2 separate regions of the Mus musculus genome follow, and region 1 is linked to region 2. A link is a contact called in public Hi-C data. All regions are on one chromosome and are shown on one strand. The core of a region is the stretch at or near the end of the contact, and the rest is flanking DNA. Distances in the headings are between cores, read along the strand shown. Region 1 overlaps Cfap61 (cilia and flagella associated protein 61). Region 2 overlaps Cfap61 (cilia and flagella associated protein 61).

Region 1 (4,233 bases), core at 977-3,476, 140 kb after region 2:
AAAATTACAACACCCAACAAAGTCAGACTCACAGTTTCCAGCACCCAGTCACAAAAATTTCTAAACACGCAGAGAAACATGAAAATACAACCCACACTGAAGAGAACAATCTGTCAATCAAAGCCAACCAAGAACTGACTCAGAAGTTGGGATTAGCAGACAAGCGCAGAAACACAGTGATTACAACTTTATTCTGCACAGAGTCCTACGTACAGATACAGAGGGCGTATAAAATGGCCCAAGCTTCTAGAGATGAAACCTGGAATATCTAAGATAAAATTATTCTACATGGTGTTTGTGGCAGATGAGCCCTTGCCAATCAGTGAATTGGAAGTCATCAGTGTGAAAAATGCCTCCAATGAAACAGAGAAGAAACGGAAGCTCAGTCAAGCTTCAATTCACAATGGAGCACAGAACAGCTTCAGGTGGACTGAAGAAATGAAACAATGTTTCTAAATCTGTTGGACCCGTACCAGGTGTTTCCAATCCCTTGACATGGTGACATAACATTGTCACCTATTAAAATCATGCTGGAGAATAATGCTGACATGTTACAAAGTAACACACACACACACACCACACACACACACCACACACACACACACCACACACACACACTACACACACACACTACTCACACACTATACACACACACTATACACACTCTCACTACAGACACACACTCGCACATGCACTCGCACACATTTTAAGTTTAAGGTCTTGAGTTGGACCACATTTATAACGCTCCTGGGTGCAGGCAGCCTGCAGCTTGCGAGTTAGATATGCGTGCATCATCTACTGCCACAAATCTAAGCTCAACAAATTTCAAGAAAAATGAAGAAAATTACACCAAGGCATATCATTATCAAAGAGCTGATAACCAGAGAGAAAAGTGAGAAAAAGCAAAAGGAGAAAATAGGCAAATTATTTACAGAGATATAAATGTAAGGATGGCAAAGGAAACATCAGAAAAAATGCAAGCTGGGTACAGTGGAGAAACAGCTTCAAAGCTCGGACTTCTTTCAAAATTAAAGCAGATTTACAACTTATTATATGACATCTTCAGACACTAGTACTGAGAAAAGTCTCCCACAAGACAGACATCACCCCGTCCACACCCAGCGGCATCTCTGTGGCATTCTCTATCCACTAACCTGTTTAATTCTCTGTTCATTACTTCCTTCTACTTGGAAACCCCACTTACAGCCCCATGCCAGAGACCGACTCGTGTCTCACCACACCAAACCGACGTGTTGAGCCTCTAACTGAAGTGACTGTCTTGGGTCTTTAGGAGGTAAGGGTCTTTACCACAGGAGGACACAGCTAGAAGGCAGTCTCCTACAAGCCATAAAGTTAGTTGTGGAAGGAAAGTGTGGGACACCTTGCTTTTGAACTTTCAGAATAGATTTCTGGTTTTTACACCATTCAGACTCCACTGATGTGGTTGTGTTGTGCTGTGAACCCAAGCTGAGTTGAATTGATCAACTCTGGCCCTTTTTGTGTCCTCACACTTGGACAACTGCCACACAGGCAGGCAGAGAGGGCTCTGGGCTGTCCGAGGCTCTTGGAACCCTGCAAAGCCCCACTCAGCAATGGTGGCAGTTGTCTGTACCCCCTGGTTCTGATGATTTAACAGCCTCTGCTCCCTTCTAGGTCTTGAAGGTTGCCTGGTTCACCCTGTCGGTGGTGATGTGTAATAAGGAGAGAGCACACAAGGGCCCCTTTAGACCTCTCCTGTCTGGTCTCAAAACTTGATTCCCTTTATCTGTACAAGAAGCCTTAGGCTCCCTCCCTGAGCAGCTGTGAAGTCTGTAGATGCCAGGCAGAAGATTTTTCAGCTCAGAGTCATTCTTAGGGAGCCGTCGTCCTGCTGCGCTGCCGCTCCGGCAGCCCAGAGTTCACACTGCTACAGGATCGTCTCATCCACACACGAGGCTGCCTGCGTGATGCCGAACTGTCTTCCTGACACATGCCCAGGATAACTTTGTGAAGTGACAGATGGCAAAGCCCCAGCATGGCCCAAACCACTTTCCTTTCCTTCTTAAAAAAACACTTCTTGTCACCCTTGCAGCAAACCCCTGAGATGCATTTTGTGGCTTATTATTCACTCCATCCGGTAATTTGGGGAGACGAGAGCACCAAATGCCACCAACGATGCCCCTGTAGCTGCTAATAGGAGCCGCTGTTTGGAGCCCACGGTACCCTCCTGGCCCCAGCAGCTCTGACAGCTGCCAGAACACCGTCTGCCAGGCCAGGATACGTGCTGAAGACTCCAAGGGCAGAATAGAGCCCTGCACAGTCACTCTAGCATCCCAGAGGTGTTCCGCATTAATAATCTATAGTTCAATCATTAGGAGCAGATCCAAGTGAAATAGGAAAATGTACCGCATGCTGGAGGCCGGGAGGCTGCTGAGAGAAGGCTTCTCCACCTCTTGGCAGCCTTAATGATTAGTTCCCGGCCCCTAGAAGCCCAGCTGACAAACGGTGCCTGCAAGCTGGAGGCTTTCTGCATGTGATAATTGAACAATATTCAAACTCCTCCAAGATATTAACACAGACTCACTGCCTGTGGTGAGCCGCCTGGGTTGCAGGCCCCTAACTTGGTCCGCTTGGGTTGCAGGCCCCTAACTTGGTCCCTCTTCAGGGCACCCTGAAACACATCCGATAGCTGGTCTTTGCCTTCAAGACAGATCTGCATGTGGATCTTCCATGAGGGTATGTATCCGGGGCTGCTGGGGTCCCTCTGGCAAGGATTTAATATCTGAACCAATGTGATATTTTCCAATTATGAGCTAGAACTAAAGTGTTCACCCAGGCCTTTATTATAACAGCTCAGCATTCTGTGGGGGAGCAATCTAACTGTAGAGGGACGTTTTAAATTTCAGGATTGCTTATTTTTCTTAATAGTTATGTATTTCGAGATATCCATCCCTGTTCTTCATGGTCATACTCACCATTAGTCCAGAAGCTCTGTAAGTGGCAGGAGCCCAGCTCCAGCAGACAGGCAGACACCCCAGCGAGGAGACTTTACATCACTTGGAACTAAAGCCAGGAGGACCAAGAGTAGCACCGGAACCAGGAATCCTGGAGCCTGGCTTTGTTTGAGACAGCATTGGCACTCTTTCTACACATGCTGCCTTCCTCCTCTGGCACTGGTCCCATGTATAACTTGATGTCAGGGGACAAAGGAGAGCGCTCTTTCCGACAGCCACTTTGAAAGTCTCCCAAGGGAGAAGTCCAGTTGGTCAGGTGCCTGTGATGTTCCCATCCTTTTAGACTTTCAGCACAGCTTTGAGTCATCACTGAAGCCAGGGACAAGGGGTCGTGAAAGGTAGCGGGGTATAAAGCAGACAGAAATCTCTCCCTGCATAGCCTCAATGGCAAAGTGCATCTTCAAGCCCTTCAACCTTCTGCCTACCCTGTTTGGGACCACACACACACACACACACACACACACTTCTGGACAGGAAGAAATCTGTGTCACATAGACTCTGGATCCAAAACAGCTGCCAAAGAGGCTGCCTGAAAAACTGCAGAAGTGCTAGGGGCTGATTCCCCATGGATAGGAAGGAGCCAGAGAAGATGAGTTCCCTTCCTCTGTCTTCCTTAGACCGTCCTGGGACCCAGCTTCTCCATGTGTTCCTGGCCTAGAGACATCCTGCTGTGTGATACAGTCACCAACACTTAAAACATAATCCTGACTTTCTCCTGTTTCCACATCTTTTCCTCTTACTCTGGACACCTGGAAGTGCACATCCCAAATAAAACATCAATATATAATCCTTGCCTCTGGTTCAACACCCTTAGTCATCAGAAAAAGGCAAATCAAAACAACCCTGAGATTCCACCTCACACCAGTCAGAATGGCTATGATTAAAAAAAAAAAAAAACACTCAGGTGATAGCAGATACTGGCAAGGATGTGGAGAAAGAGGAACACTCCTCGATTGCTGGTGGGATTGCAAGCAGGTATAATCACTCTAGAAATCAGTTTGGCAGTTCCTCAGAAAATTGGACATAGTACTGCCTGAGGACCCAGCAGCTATACCACTCCTGGGCATATTCCCAGAAGATGCTCCAACATGTAATAAGGACACATGCTCCACTATGTTCATAGCAGCCATATTTATAATAGCCAGAATCTGGAAAGAACCCAGATGTCCCTCAACAGAGGAATGGATACAGAAAATGTGGTACATTTACACAGTGGAATACTACTCATTAAAAACAATGA
Region 2 (3,995 bases), core at 152-2,651:
CCATAACAGTAGCAAAATTACAGTTATGAGGTAGCAATGAGATAACTTTATGGTTGGGGGTCTCCACAACACGAGGAACTGTATTAAAGGGTCACTGCATTAGGAAGGCTGAGAAGCACCGGCATAGACAATCACAGATATAATATATATTATATATACATACACACACAGCACCCTGGGCAGGGTTTCCTGGGTAATGCTGCTCAGTAACATGTGAAGTCAGGGTATGATGTGCAGTGGTTAAAGATTCTAGAAAGCATTTCTAGAAGCTCGTAAAATATGTTCGTGGCTACTTATAAAACAGTACATGAATCGTCTGCAAAGCATTATATTTATTAAAATACAGCTAATGTTCTGCTAGACTTCTTTGCTCTCTGACTCTAATTCAACAAATAGATACATCATTGCCAGTTTCGCTTTTCACAGTTTTACCCTTGAGGCTGAAATGATTTCTTGGCCCTGAGGTGTTATTATTATTATTTCCAAGATTTCATAAATGTCAGCCACCATTCTCTGTCAAGTTTTAAAAACTAGATTAAATGACTACTTAAAGCATTATTATACAAATTATGTATTATCTATTTCAACAAGCATAAATGCAGTTCACGGTTCAGTCGTTCTACAAATCAAAATCATTCGCTCCTCCTCTCCTGTTCCCCACATCCCAGTTCTTTCACGAGACCCTCATTTTATTTTTTAAAAAAAAGCCCAAGTAAAGTTACTGGAGCGCCTTCACATCTGGGCGAGGTTGCCCCCTGGATGGCATTTTCATCTCTGTGTGTCAAAGCGTCTTGTGCCAAACACACAAAGGTTAACAGGACTCAGATAACACAGCTTAATGGGGTCAGATCAAGCTGATTCATGATCACTGTGGAGAGGGATAGTCTCCTGGGGGAAATACTTGTACTGAAAAATCCCATAAACCAAACCACTTGTTTATCTGTCATTCCCACAGAGATAGTAAAGTAATTACCCTCATAATTATCTTCATTAGTGTGAGGCATTATCTGCAATTCATTCCTCTGCTCGAAGAGTATGTTTGTTTATTTGCTGATTTTTTTCCCCTCCCCTCTCTGACTTGGCCGAGTTAAGAGTTTTGTATTTGTCGAGCAGCACGAAGACATCTGCGCTGTGCCTCTGACATTCTCTCCCCTAAAATAGAGATGGTTGTCTTTCAGCTCCAGAGCTCTTACTCCCACTCCCTGACATCTGCCCTTCATTACTTGGTTCCCGTGCGACCACGACGACAGATTGTCTATCCTCTGGAAAAGCTTGGCATAAACGCTCCATCAAAGGAGGTCTCCAAGGATCAGGTGGGTAGCAGGGCGGCAGGCAGGGAGGCACGGTGCCAGCTCCCGCGGGCTTGGCAGATGGGGTGGCAGCCCTGTCTTCACCAAGCAGGCTGCTTCTTAATTACAGGGAACCTGGCGCTCATACCCTTACAGGCGGCGCCCTGCAAGGGCTCCCTGCAGCCTTGCCCTCGAGTGCTTATTTCATAGAAAGCCTAAAACAGTAGCCACATCCTCCTTCAGAGGATACAGCAGGGGCACCTCGTGTGTTGTTGCTGGTTCCTGGACAAATGAGTGACCTAGAGCCGTGCGCACCCCAGCATAGTTTTATCTTCCTTCCCCATCCTCAAAAGAAGAATCCTCTTTTCAATTGATCGTTCGCTTTAAGTCAGTCAGTGGTCTTTTTGCTGTTAGGACAAAGTTGACAGAGAAATGCCATGTTGGAGTTGTTGGGTGTTAAGCTGAGGATAAGCTGTTTGTTTGTTTTAAACATGCACACGTAAAAGTGGGAAGTCAAAATGAGCCTTGTTCATTTTACCTACCTCGAGGTAGAAAATAACCCTGGGACGCCATTGAGACCAGACAAGAAAAGGGTTGGAACCCGAGTGTAAATGTTTGTGAATGTGAAAGGCAAAGCCATGCTTTGATTGTAATTTAAGTGGACAGCATAACTGTGTGAACTTGACCAACATGTAGGCTTCCAATGTTCTGGGTACTTTGAGTTGAAGTTATTATAAAAACAAAATATTGTAGTGGCTAAGATTTGCTCTTCCTGAAAGCTAAAAGAGGAACATGAACGTGTGAGCGTTTAAAACATCGAGCTGAGGAGTTGCCCCTCAGAGATGAGGGGCCGCCTCAGCCTCCGCACAGAGGGAGGGTGCAGACACCTTGCTCCCAGCTCAGCCTTACAGGGGCAGGGATGGAGCAGACCCAGCCAAGAGGCCTCCTCTTCAAGTCTGGCCTGATCCTTATATTGGTAAAATTACAAAATTTATCCTTATCCCCTAACAATTACAAATTGTTGCTCATTGAAAATGAACAGCAAGTTGTTTGTTTTAACTTTTTTATTATCAAAAGTGACAAGCAGATTCAATTATTATAGAAGATAGTTTCCTACCCACCTCCCCAGCTCCCCATGAGTGAGAGACCTTTCCCTTATAGCTTTTTTTTAAATGTTCAATCTTTCCTAGTTTTTTAAAATTATTTATTTATTTATTATATGTAAGTACACTGTAGCTGTCTTCAGACACACCAGAAGAGGGCGTCAGATCTTGTTACAGATGGCTGTGAGCCACCATGTGGTTGCTGGGATTTGAACTCTGGACCTTCGGAAGAACAGTCAGGTGCTCTTACCCACTGAGCCATCTCACCAGCCCCCTCTTTCCTAGTTTTAACAACATTAATTCCTGGGGGAAAAAATGAGATTTAAAAAGCATAGACAGACAAAATCCAAGTTCAGTTATGCTACTGTTAGATTTTTGCGGACATAGAATCAGTCTTTCCAGTTGCTACAGAAGCTTCCATGTGCTTAGGTCTTCATAGATCAATTTAGTTTACACTTGGCTTCTTACTCCAAACCTCCCCTGGAGGACCACCAAAATCCCCATCTACTCAGCACCTGGAAGCAATGATGTATTCTTGGACAATTTGGGTCCTACGGGTCAGAGGGGAGGAGCCTCAGGAGGCAGAGGGCGTGGTCTCACCACAGGATGCTTTGCGGCTTGTGAATCAGATCCAAGAAAGGTAAGAGATCCTGACCCTTCTCCTGAAATGCCTTCACATAGACAGGGCTCCGTAAAAGGAAGGTCTTTTGCATAGTGGGGCTCCTGTGACTTCAGTCAGCACTGTCACGGAATGAGTGGGAGGGTTGGAGCTACAGGGGAGGCATTCAGAGCTGTTGCTAGTAGCAGGAACATGTTTCAAGCATGCAAGACACCCCCAGTCCGTCCTCTGCCCGTCACTTCTGGTACTGGGCCACCCTCAGATGAACTGGAGCTCCAGGTGGAAAGAAAGCCAGAGAAAACATTTTGTTTCATTAAAAAGTGATCCTTGCATTACTTCCCAGGTTGGTGTGATTTGAAATCACTGCTTACGTGTAATAACCCTTTCCTGCCCATGTCAGGATGCGTGACTCCTTCTTTGTTTAGATTCCTGGCCCATGTACAGGCACAATGGAGACAGAGAGTTTAAACCTGGGGGATAGGAAGGAAAGCCCTCATTGGGCTGTTGAGAAAAACAATGGTGTGGGTGTTTGCTTGCTACCTAATGCTGGGGTGTTTATGGTGCTGGGAAATTGCAACTGGTTAAGAACGCTTCTACCATTGCTGACCACATCAAATCTTGACATGTGGCTTAAGTAAGATTAAGATTTAGCAAGGGATTGGGAAAGTAGGTCGGTGGCATTTAGCCTATACAGTGCCTGCAGTTAGACCATCGGCTTTGCATAAAACAAAGAGGTGTGCAGGTTTCAAGACCAATGGATAATGTCTGGACTAGGGACATAGCCTGGTGGAAGAACGCTTGTGGGAAAGGTTTCTGTTTGATGCCCAGCACTGTCACAAACAAACCACGCAGCAGCCGCACTACACTGGAGTAATAATGTTGAAAACGGAAAGGATCAGTAACATTGTAACTGACCCCTCACGGAGTGGACCTAGATACTCAAAATAAGGCGCTGATTTATGTGGAAGGCTTTTTTTCTCTCTT

Evidence for each region. Hi-C and Micro-C count contacts between places; a contact is called where the count stands out from the background.
Region 1: a Hi-C map of cerebellum shows a contact between it and region 2, with 1.7 times the contacts expected there. The contact joins two enhancer-like sites. A contact is called at or near these places in 1 of 15 datasets of contacts at CTCF or cohesin (large pre-B cells), 4 of 484 Hi-C or Micro-C datasets (the N1E-115 cell line, cerebellum and embryonic stem cells), 4 of 115 datasets of contacts at active chromatin or transcription factors (acute myeloid leukemia, differentiating embryonic stem cells and embryonic stem cells) and 4 of 9 other capture datasets (adipose tissue, embryonic stem cells, liver and 1 more).

Annotation. Positions count from the first base shown.
Region 1 is chr2:146,182,100-146,186,332 of GRCm38.p6, forward strand. The region is part of intron 25 of Cfap61 (cilia and flagella associated protein 61); the gene reads left to right. Among named protein-coding and RNA genes, the nearest start is that of Insm1, 38 kb to the right of the region's middle. Within about 2 kb of position 2,227, at least 6 of the 459 cell types and tissues checked have an H3K27ac peak or open chromatin away from gene starts, as enhancers often do. A contact at or near this core is called in cerebellum, where this site is marked.
Region 2 is chr2:146,044,235-146,048,229 of GRCm38.p6, forward strand. Cfap61 (cilia and flagella associated protein 61) reads left to right here. Exons shown (of 27, transcript NM_001369121.1): 17 at 1,179-1,313. Among named protein-coding and RNA genes, the nearest start is that of Gm34629, 53 kb to the right of the region's middle. Within about 2 kb of position 1,402, at least 34 of the 459 cell types and tissues checked have an H3K27ac peak or open chromatin away from gene starts, as enhancers often do. A contact at or near this core is called in cerebellum, where this site is marked.